Linked DNA regions of Zea mays: all the other regions are linked to region 3. Evidence: chromatin contacts called from public Hi-C data. All regions are on one chromosome and are shown on one strand. The core of a region is the stretch at or near the end of the contact, and the rest is flanking DNA. Distances in the headings are between cores, read along the strand shown. Region 1 has its middle 6.2 kb from the start of LOC103651001. Region 2 has its middle 26 kb from the start of LOC103651003. Region 3 has its middle 8.1 kb from the start of LOC103650999.

Region 1 (3,686 bases), core at 395-2,894, 160 kb after region 3:
TTGTGTGTGTGTGTATTTTTTTTTTTTGCCCCCGTGTTCACTGTGCTCGAGTTCAGAAGCCTGACTCCCGTCCCAAGCCCCGTTGCGTTCACCCGCAGAAGATGCTGCCTGCCGGGGGCTGGGGTCTGGGGAGGAGTAGGGCTGAATATCGAGCCAGCTCGGCTCGGCTCGTTCGAGCTCGAGCTGGCTCGTTAAGCTAACGAGCTGGCTCGACTCGGCTCGTTAAGGTAGCGAGCTACAGAGTCAGCTCGGCTCGACTCGTTTACGAGCTCGAGCTGGCTCGTTTAGCTCGCGAGCCAGAGCAGAAAAAAATAATATATGTATAATAATCAATTTCTAGTTAATTTCAAACTAATTTAAAACATAAACTAGTAATTATACTCATAGTTTCACAGACCATATCAATATAACACCAAATTAACACAACTCATCACTCATCAATTCACTATTCACACACATATTCAGCAGTTTAACCCACACTTATATTCGTATAGACCAATTTCATACATAGACATAATTCATCAATCATTAGTTTAACTTATAGGTTATAAACACCACACATACATATAACATATTCATCAATTGTTACGTAAATGATATGTATATAGTTTTGTTTTGCTGAAATGTGATAGCTCGTTTAGCTCACGAGCTGGCTCGTTAACAAACCGAGCTGGCTCGTTAACGAACCGAGCTAGGATGTCAGCTCAGATCACGAAAAAATTCAAACGAGCCGATCCGAGCCGAGCTGGCCACGAACCGAGCGAGCCGACGAGCCGCGAGCATTTTGTCCAGCCCTAGCGAGGAGAGCAACGCTGCATCGGCACGCAGCCGGTGCTCTGGTGGCGCCGACAGCGACGCGTCTCGCGGTCCAAATGGGCAGTATTATTATTAACTGCGCTATCGGAACTGATGATCGGCTCTCGGCTGGGCTCGCTGTCGCTGGTCGCTGCCCCAGCATGTTCGTCTGCTTGCGGCGTTACTCCTGAGTCCTGACAGACAGCGGGGGGGGATGGGCATACCCCGCCGGGGCAGGCCGTTTCTGGTGTCCCGCCCGCCCGAGCACAGGCAGCAGGGGCACATGTGAGGGGGGCAAACTGCCAGATGATTCATTCACCTACCTAGTGGAATGGATGCGACGTGTGATCCCGACGATTCTGCTGAAGCCTCAAGGAAAAAGGATTCGCAACATGTGGGCTGTGCAGTCCTGCGCCGTGATTCCGAGTATTGCCGCGTTTATTTTTGCGGAATTACGTTAGGTCAAGACATGTTTAGTCGTGCCATCATGTGGGTAAGTATAGATCACTGCGTTGATCAAGGGGAGCTCGGAGATCCTCGTCGCAGACGGAAACGGAGCGCTAAAGCAGTAATTACAGGGTACACATCTCATTTCCACTTCACCCACAAACAAACAAACATGAATCAACAGCGACAGAGAAAGTGCCCCCCCCCCCCCCCCCCCCCAAACAGTAGCTCATCATTTCATCCCATAATAATAGCGTTGGTGAGTGATGACATCGAACCGTGTCATTATCAAAGAGAAGAAGAAAAATGTCGCCATGCATGGACGGACGACCTCCGCACCTTCAATCATCATCGATCGGTAGCATTTCGTGGACTTGTACGTGGTCATTCATTACGGCCCAGCTATCTTTCAGTACTCTATTCAGCCCAACATACCAAACTGTTCGGCCTGATTCATGGCTTCGTGTCACCTTGTGGGGGGCTCCATATTTTCGGCGCATCCAAGCGCACAACTAGAGATGGCAATGGGTCCAGAACCCAACTATCCGATGGATTTTACTCGATATAAAGACAGATATGAGATGATTTCTCTACTCGTTGATATGTTAATGAGCAAGAACCTCTACCCATTGGATAGACAGGTACGAGTTGGACTGCCCATATCCGTCTACCCATAGATAAAATATACCAGTATCAATACCACTCTAACCATCTAATATAACCTACCTTAGTTAAAATAAAACTCTCTCTAGCTATTATTTACCTAGCTTCCAAGTTATGTAATCATATAATTTGTTATATGTGAAGTTGAACTTGTTTTTGTATATGTATTTAATATTTTGAGTGATTGGTATATTGAAATTTAAAACTTTCCTAGCGGGTACGGGTTACCCGACGAGTAAAATTACCTACGCGGGTACATGTATGGGTAAGATTTTATATCTGCGAGTATATATGGGTAACTCAACATGTATAATTTTTTTAATGTGTACAAATATGAAATAGTACTATCCGATGGTATGTACCTGGTGCCATCCTATGCACAACAAAGGATCCACTTCCTGCGGTAGAAAGCAAAAGAGAGACACATCGCAACGAAAATTTAACTATTTATCACCCTTACATATGACAACCATTTTCATTGTATCTATAACGGAATTGCCATTATTTTAAAAGATACCACATTTTTATCATTTTTGCTTAACATGGACTGATCCGAAAAATGTCCCTTATGTCCTTCTTTCCTCGCTGACCCAAGGCGCCAAGCTGACACCGATCCACCCGCACCGCACCGATCGTCCATGGCGCGGGGCAAGGGCAAGCTGCCCAAGAAGGTCTGGGAGCTCTCCGTCCTCTGCGACCCCCACATCGGACATCGGCACCACCAGGTACACCGTCCTTGTCGTCCAACATGTATGCGCTCTGCTCTGCTGGCCGATGATGATCGAGCTGCCGGTCCAACCGTCCAACTGCAGGACCATGGAGGAGCTGATCGAGAGGTACAAGGCTGCCAGCGGTGGAGAGAAAGCAACAGACGGCTGCGGCGACAACATAACGGTCAGTAGCAGTAGGCCAGTAGCTACCAGTTCCCTCCCAACTTGCCGACGGTCGGCATCATGTGCTGGTTCTCTTCTCGTGTCCAACCAGCATCGCAACACTGGAACATCCAATTCAGCAACTATATGATTTGAGATGTTATTGGACTGAATCTTACAATGCTTAGTACAAGTAGACAACCCTCTGTCCTCTGCTCTCTCTCTCTCTCCCTGCCTTTCTAAAAGCTTCCATCATGTCTGCCAGGACCCAAACCAAGAAACCACGGTGCTGCTACAGCAAATCAACCGGCCTGCTTCAGAAGGGACTGAGGTAAATTGTTACTCACAGCTTTACCTTGCAGTCTGTAGAAATTGCCTACAGGTGAGGTCAGTTTACTTTCTGAAGAACAAACTCTGCTGCCTCGGGCTCGAAACACGCATCATGTCACTCTAAAACTAAAATCATTCCACAGCAAACATGGAAAGGAAAAGGGGAAACGTTTGCAGTCCGCCATTAACTCTGACAAAAAAAGGATTCGTTCCAAAAACATAATCCTGACAAAAAAAAAGGAAGCATTGTTTTGGGTAGGTACATCTACGGGAACAGGGCGAACGAGCACTTGAATGTTGACGAACTGAATGCCCCTAGAGAGGTACTTGGAGATATGGATGCATCCATATGAGCTAGCAGCAGCAGCGGGGAACGGGAAGTGGAGCGCGAGGGAATCAGGGAATTGGGTCAGCCGGTCAGCGAGGAAGAGAGGATAAAATGGATCTTTCTCGGGCTATTCCACGCGGGTGAAGACGTGGCTGGCGGACGTGCGTGGCCAGCCACATAGGCAAAAGTGGCACACATGTGGCATATTTTAATAAATAATGGTAATTTTACTATGGATACAGTAAAAGTGT
Region 2 (3,721 bases), core at 749-3,248, 220 kb after region 3:
AGGAACTCTCACTTTATGCCTTGTTCGGTTAATCCCGTTACCAATGGATTGGATGTGATTGGAAAAAGTTAAGAAGGAGTTTGACTTACTTGGAATTTAAACTTATCCAATCCCACTCAATCCACATGGATTGAGAGCTAACCGAACAAGCCCTTAAAGATATAGTGACGGTAGTATTTGTGCAGATATGGGCTGCTCACCATACATTAGCAAAGAAAATGTCAGATTTCTCTAGATTAACCATTTGTGCAGATCCTCGACTACACATATTCAAAATTTCCAACAATCTATTGGTCCCTCTTTGGCGATGCTTCTGATCAGACAATGCAGTCATACCACAACGAGAAGTTGCGAGATCTAGGGAGTGAATTCCAACTCCCCTCGAAAGCTGTTCGAAACCACCCATATCCATCTGCTGCCTGGCAAGTTCGTTGAAGCTTTGACCATCGCGCTTTGGCCTTTGGAGGAAAGCCAACACACGTCACCTCCGCGCGTGCCTCCGTGACCATCGCGCTTTGGCCTTTATTAGAGGAGCGGGCGGGCGGCGGGCGCTCCCCCGGACGGACGGACGGACAGACAGCGCCCCCGCGATCCAAGCTGGGCTGCAATGATCAGGCAAAGAATTCGGAAAGGTTTTGTCGATCGCGATCGCGTATGAATATGATGGTTCCGGTGTCAAAAAGCGGTCTCTGATCATCATAACCCCCGTCATCATGCGAGCGATTAGGCGCCTGCGCCTCCTCCAGATGCCAGCTCGTCTCGTCACCCCGCGGCGGCGGCGGCGCGCGTGCGCGGTGCGCCGCCGCGTACTCGTGTGTGCGGTGGGAGAGCATGCGTTCCTGCAGCGACCGGGCGCTGTACCAACTGACTGTACGCGACGGGCGGCGGCGGCATCTTCGACTTCGTAGCAAGCACTACGGCTACAGTCGCTACGCCGAGCCACACTACGGGGCAACGACACGGCATGTTCGGTTACACCAATCCAGAGGGGATTAAAGGGGATTAAATCTTCTTATAGTCATTTTTTACTAGAAGGGGATTTAATCCCCTCTAATCCCCCTCTGGATTTGTGTAACCGAACAAGCCCGGCTGGGCTGGAGAAAGGGAAAGAGGCGCGATTAAAGCTGCGGGGCCGTTGCTTTTCTCCGGCGCTTTTGATTTGATTCCCATGCAAATACTACCAAGTCCTCCTATCCCAGCTTTGAGGCCAGAAAAAAGAAGTTGTTTTTTCTTCTCTGTTTGGGCCCTTCTCCCTGCCATTCCTCGCGAGCTTCGAGGGAGGCTTTGCTGCTCGGTCCTGACGAGCCGTTGTTTTCAAAGACAGGCAGAGACAGGCGTAGGAGCAGTAGTAATTTTAATGACAGGCTTCTGGTGGATCGGGTTGAATGCTCATGTTCCCCTTCTCTCTCGCTGGCATTGGATTCTCGTTCCCTGCTCCAGGGATGCAGTCCCATGTCGACGAACAAAGGAATGCAGGCTCCCAGCTGGTCGATCACGATCCAGTGACTTGTGCTGTCCTGTGTGCAGTTGGGCGTTGGCTCACTGCTGCAGCAAGCAAGCATCGCCCGTTGGAGCAATCCTCCATCACCGAACGCAACGCTGGTTCTGCTATGTGGCGCATCAATCACGATTCACGCCAAAGCGTCGCTTTGTGATGCTTCCCCCCCCCCCCCCCCCCCACCCACCCTCCTCCTCCGTCTCCACGTCTAGGGATCGGCGCCGGGAGCATGGAAGTAAGCGCGCGTCTGAGCGCAAGCGGAAAAAGAACACCGATGCGATGCGGTGAGCTCTGAGAGCTTTGCCTTTACTCCATGCGATGCGAGCTAGTAGAGGACAAGTGAGGAGGAGGGCGCGGATCGCCCAAACCGATCGCCGAGCTCTAATTTTGGTAAAGCGCCCGCGCTTCGATCCTCTCTGCCGCTTTGCAGTGCAGGGCCGCGCCACAGGATCTCGAGGGGGATCGATCGGATCCGTCCACGCCCGCGCGCGGCGCCACCGTGCCCGTGCCCCCGTGGTCGAGCGAGCTCCGGGGACCGGGAAAGCCGAGCGAGGCGAATCGACTCGCACGTTACCGCAATCATGAACGGTGCGCTTTCTCGTGCTCGCTCGTCGTTCCGGCCCGTCCTCGCCCCGATGGATCAGCTGTTCTTTTCCCCCCCTCCTCTGGGCGTCTCAGCTCAGGCTCTCTGGCGGTCTGGCTGATGCCCGAGACCTTGGCAGCCGTGTGCCTTTCGCGGGAAATGGCGAGGGCGGAAAGGCGCTGTGGAAAATGTGGCGACGGGGGGATCAGGGATCAACAACCCTTTCTTGCTCGCCTAGTCGCCTTTGCCTTCCGTTTGAATGCGAGGCTAGTTCTGTAGGCAATCACGCCTCTTTTTACAACTGAGGTGACGGAACAACAGCGCTTTGCTGCATGACCAAACAAATTTCAAAAGGAGCCCTGTTATCGCGCTCTCAAGTGAACAGCCGGTCTAGTCTAGGGCAGGCTCGCCAATGTTGCGCACAGGTGCGAATAGCGATGAAAACGAACGGACGGAAAAACCTCTCTTGTTTATTATCGGAAACAGAATCGGCTCCGAAATAGTCGGGAACCAAAACGGGAGCGGGATAAACCGAATTGCGAAAACGAACGGAAACGAAAATATTAACGGAAACTCATAATTTAATACAAATAGAAATGATATTGATGTTTGACTAGTGATTGATTGACAGAACAATAACATAAAACAAATAGATATAGAGAGACATCATTCTATTGTTGTTTGGTTGTTAATAGTGTATATTTAGCTACATCTGATGTTGTTTAAGACTTTAAACCATTTGTCATTGAAAAGAACCGATGGTAACAATGGCCACTTGCGCTATAATTTGTCAAAAGACACGAAGCTTTAGTTTATATAATAATGTATATTAGATTCATCCCATATTTATCAAATACGGAATAAATACGGGTTTAATTCAGATAAAAACAGGATCCCGCAAAAAACGGACGAAATAAATCTTCTAACGTTTCCATCTCGTTTCCATATTTTTCCATAAATACGAAAACGATCGGGTCAAATATAGAAAACAATATGGATCTGAACGAGATTTTACCCGTCCTTTCTAAGCCTAGGGACGGAGAAAACCACGTTTGCCCCTTTTTGAAATTGACCCGTTTAACCCGGCGACAAAGACGTGATCAAGTACTACAGAATGAAGACGACAGGATGTGAAACGGCGTCGGCGTGCCTCGTGAGCTTGCCTGCAACGCCGGCGCCCGGTTTTGTTTGCTCATGCAGTAGCACCGGCCATTTTTTTTAAAAATCCTTCTGCCACAGGATACGTTTGGAACTATTGCGCTAATGACGAGCAGCTGTGATTTAGTTCTAGTCTATCCAAACATGTACGTGTATTAATAAACAGGCTAAACATATCTAGTTTCTCGCTAAAAACTAGGCGAATCTGATACGGACAATATAGGATAGAATATGTAATTAGCAAAAATCCGTCGTTATCCGCAAATTCTATGTGGATTATCCGATGTTTAAAATAGATAATCCGATATTCTCCTCCTTATACTAAAAACCAATGATGATTCAAATATTTAGAGAAAAAATATGTTAGATGAGAACTCGTATTAGGTAATATGGTTGTTTTATGTACTTATCGGACAATAATTAATCATTTGAGAATGGCATCTTGTTCAGTGTTAATTGTGAGCAACCATATATACACTGCA
Region 3 (3,525 bases), core at 106-2,605:
GAGATTGTCCTCAACGACTATTTGGGTGGTTAAGGGATATAAATACATCCCAATCAGCCCATTGAACACACTAGAGATGAGAATTAACTCCTACAAGCTAGAGCAACACTCCAAAGAGATCAAAAGCCTCTCAATTGCCAAATAGAGAGAATCGAGCAAGCGATAGCCATTCTAGAGCATTTTTGTGTTAGTGCCTTGTGTGAGTGTGATAGATAAGAGTGTGTTGTTGCGATCTTGTGCTCTTGTTCTCAGAGTTGTGAACTCCTATTGAATGGAAATGCTAGCAAGAGGCTCCGAGTTTGTGGAGTGCCTTGCGGAGACTTCGTCCTCTCGGCATGAGTTGGGCAAAAAGAGAGAACTCAAGTTTGATCTTCATAATCACTTGAAAGGTTGAAAGAGACTTGGTCCCTTGGGACGCCTCGACGGAGATGTAAGTTCGTTTGGAACTGAACTCCGGTAAATCAAATCGTCGTGTCTTTTTGTGTGTGTTTTGTTGCGATTTGTTTTTTCCTCTCCCTCTCCAAGTTCTCTTGTGTTGATCTTGATTCAAGTCACTTGTGTTGCTCCCTAAGTCATTTTTGCATTGATAAGAGCAACACGTGGAAGAAGAACTCCTCTTGTTGTTTCAATTACATTCTATCTTGCTCTAGCAACTAATTGGGAATTTGGGATCGAAGTTTTTGTTGTAATTGGTTAAATATCAGATTTCATCTATTTATCTTCTCTAGGATTGTGTCCTCCAAATTATATATATAGTCGTGCAGAATATTGTTTTATATTATAAATAATATTATTTATGGAATAAAGTTTAAAATAATAGATAAGATAAATAAAATATAATTAGTAGAGAGACGGATCGACCGAGCGCACAGCGAGGAACACAGACCGGACCGGAGCAGAGTGTCCGTGCTACTTGCCTCATGTGTCACGTCAGCACCGTTGGACAGGGCCTACTTCTCCCGCCAGGAATCATCATTCGCCCCTGCTCCCGTCTCGCAGTCCAGCTCCGCTTGCGATTCAGTGCCCAGATCGCACTGCTCTGATAGCACTGAGAGCCGGCGAATGGGCTGTCTCGTCCGGTCAGGACAAAAGCGTAAAAGCGCCTGAAATCTATAAAAAAAATAAAAAAATAAATGGCGGGTGCTATGCTACAGCGTGCCTGCTCCACATACTGATTCTACCACATGAGCATGACGACGGTGGCTGGTGTCCCTCGGCCGCTAACCACCTCGTTTTGTTTAGTCGCGCACTGCCTTTATTGCCACGCCTGTTGCGTCTGCTGATCATGGCGTGCCCTGTCCCATGTACACTACGCTACGCGCCTACGCAGCACAGACGCCTGTGTGTGTGCTGCCTCCAGCTACACGCCGAGGGCCAGAGCCAGGCTGCTCTGGCCGCAACATGCCGCGCGCAGGCAGTGGGGCTCCTGAAGGAGCCGCGCGCGCGCGGGGCCCTGGGAGCACTCGGGCTGGCACACGCAAGATTCATGCGAATCCAACGCGACGCCGGGCGGGCTGGCGAAGTGGGGGGGGGGGGGGGGGGGGGGGGGGGGGGGGGGCGTTGTTGCGCTGGGCGCCTTCCGTTGCACCGGCCGGATGCTTTGTGGTCGCTTTCTCTTTCACCACCCAGCCAACCCTCTTTTCCGGTTCCGGCGTCTTCTCCCTCCTCCTGGGAGCCGCCGGCTGTATGACACGACCACTTGCACTCGCGTTGCGCTGCGCTGGTACCGGTGCTGCTTTGCGTTGCGCCCCGCACCGGCGACTTTTGCTCGTGCCAGGTGAAAGCCCCCGCCCGTCCGGCGGCATTGCTAGTGCTGCTCCTTTCCGGTGGTCTTTACGCTGCCATTGGGCGCGGGTGAAAGCCGTGGCAAAGCGTCGGGACGCCCGCGGACGGAGCTTTTTGGGCGTCATGTCCGCGCGCGTTAGCCTTTACCCTCACACGCAAATGGACGATATAATTGAGGAAATAGAGGCGCAGGGCAGAGATTCCAGATTCCGAGCCCCTCCCGGACCACCAAGACAGTGCGTGTCGCCATACCCGCGAAACATTAATTAATAGCATCATAATTTTACTGAGCAACATTGTCATTTCCTTTTTACCTACTAGAGCGCACTAAGAGAGCTAGAGCGGCCTCCTTTTCTATATGTATGAGGAAGTGGTGCGTGTACCTGCACTCCAGCTTGGTATAGCGGCATCTTTAACAGGTGCAGCGAACTGTGAACTTCCACCATAGTTGACATGTTTCCCTTCTCTCCATGGTTGACTTGCGGGCACCTTAAATATATTGCGCTGATCTTCGCATCAAATGACGTCATATATACAAGAATTATTGAGCGGGGCAGGTACAAATGCTATGAAACTCGGTAGCTAGAGTGGAATCAGGGAATAGATTTAGCAACAACAACGGAGGAGGACGGGGCTGGGAAATGGCGCAGAACGCGGCTGACGAGTGACGGCCGTGGGATTTTCAGTTATTCAGACAGGTAATCTTGTTCTCGCCTACCTTTCCCTCTCTACCATCGTTGCCTATATTTGCGCAACAGATTACAGCATGGGCCTCACGCTACTTCTAACAACCGGCCCATCCAAGCCGCAGCCTACCTACCGCTAGGCCGAAGCCCACACGCCTAAGCTCGCTGTCCGGTCGTACCAGTCCGCAGTCCCCGCCACTTCAGATTCAGGCCTTTGGTAGAGCTTTGGCTTCTTAAAAAATAGTATTAGCTCTGTCTTTTCGATCAAATCAGCTTTTTCGGAGGAGTCAAATATATTATAAAAAAACTATTTGTCAATATGGTTTCTAGACTACTTTTCAAAAGGAACCATATCTAGTTACTTTTTTTAGATATTTATGATTAATAATATAGCCAGTCTCAAATGTAAATATTCATATAAACGATGTGAGTGCAATAGTACTAAGGGGGAAAAAAACACAGCTACGTATGGCAACCAAAGCGGTCCGTGCCACCGTTAAGCTTCCTCGTCAGCACATTGTCGGCGTGCCTGTTAGTGTTGAAAATCTGGATATCTAGTATACCGATCCTATGAACAGCAGCAACATGGAAGCTTGACGTGGCATGGTCGATGGTGTTGAAGCCATGTCCAAGAGGAACACCGCAACCTCCCTAAACCGTCTCTCGCACTCACACGGTTCTCTTTAGGCCCGGCTGACCAAGCGCCCTACCGACGAACCCCTTGGACATGGCTTCCTCTTCCTGGTGGACGCCTGCCGTGTGGGGTGGACACCACCGTCAATCCACTTCAATTCTCTCGTGATTCCTGTTCACCAAATCAGCCCTCAGGGAGAGGGGAAGGCGTGCAAGGATTCATGTCGCAAAAAGGGCATAAGAGTAACTCCAATAGTTCTTTAAAAGAACTTTCTAAATTCATGTTTAACAAGTTGCTAAATACTATTGAAAGTAAAAAATATCTTGGTCTCTAATAGTTCCTAATATTTAGAAACTATTTCAAATTTGAACCTTGTGTTGACAGATCTGCTCCCATCGGTTCTAGCGTGCGGCGGGGTCG

The links. Hi-C and Micro-C count contacts between places; a contact is called where the count stands out from the background.
Region 1: a contact with region 3 is called in a Hi-C map of ear, with 2.1 times the contacts expected there. The contact joins two enhancer-like sites. A contact is called at or near these places in 5 of 25 Hi-C or Micro-C datasets (bundle sheath, ear, leaf and 1 more).
Region 2: a Hi-C map of tassel shows a contact between it and region 3, with 2.3 times the contacts expected there. The contact joins two enhancer-like sites. A contact is called at or near these places in 2 of 25 Hi-C or Micro-C datasets (ear and tassel).

The regions. Positions count from the first base shown.
Region 1 is chr3:183,755,322-183,759,007 of Zm-B73-REFERENCE-NAM-5.0, forward strand. No RefSeq gene overlaps it. Among protein-coding and RNA genes, the nearest start is that of LOC103651001, 6.2 kb to the left of the region's middle. Within about 2 kb of position 1,645, at least 18 of the 20 cell types and tissues checked have an H3K27ac peak or open chromatin away from gene starts, as enhancers often do. A contact at or near this core is called in bundle sheath, ear, leaf and 1 more, where this site is marked.
Region 2 is chr3:183,806,888-183,810,608 of Zm-B73-REFERENCE-NAM-5.0, forward strand. No RefSeq gene overlaps it. Among protein-coding and RNA genes, the nearest start is that of LOC103651003, 26 kb to the right of the region's middle. Within about 2 kb of position 1,999, at least 16 of the 20 cell types and tissues checked have an H3K27ac peak or open chromatin away from gene starts, as enhancers often do. A contact at or near this core is called in ear and tassel, where this site is marked.
Region 3 is chr3:183,592,441-183,595,965 of Zm-B73-REFERENCE-NAM-5.0, forward strand. No RefSeq gene overlaps it. Among protein-coding and RNA genes, the nearest start is that of LOC103650999, 8.1 kb to the right of the region's middle. Within about 2 kb of position 1,356, at least 18 of the 20 cell types and tissues checked have an H3K27ac peak or open chromatin away from gene starts, as enhancers often do. A contact at or near this core is called in bundle sheath, ear, leaf and 1 more, where this site is marked.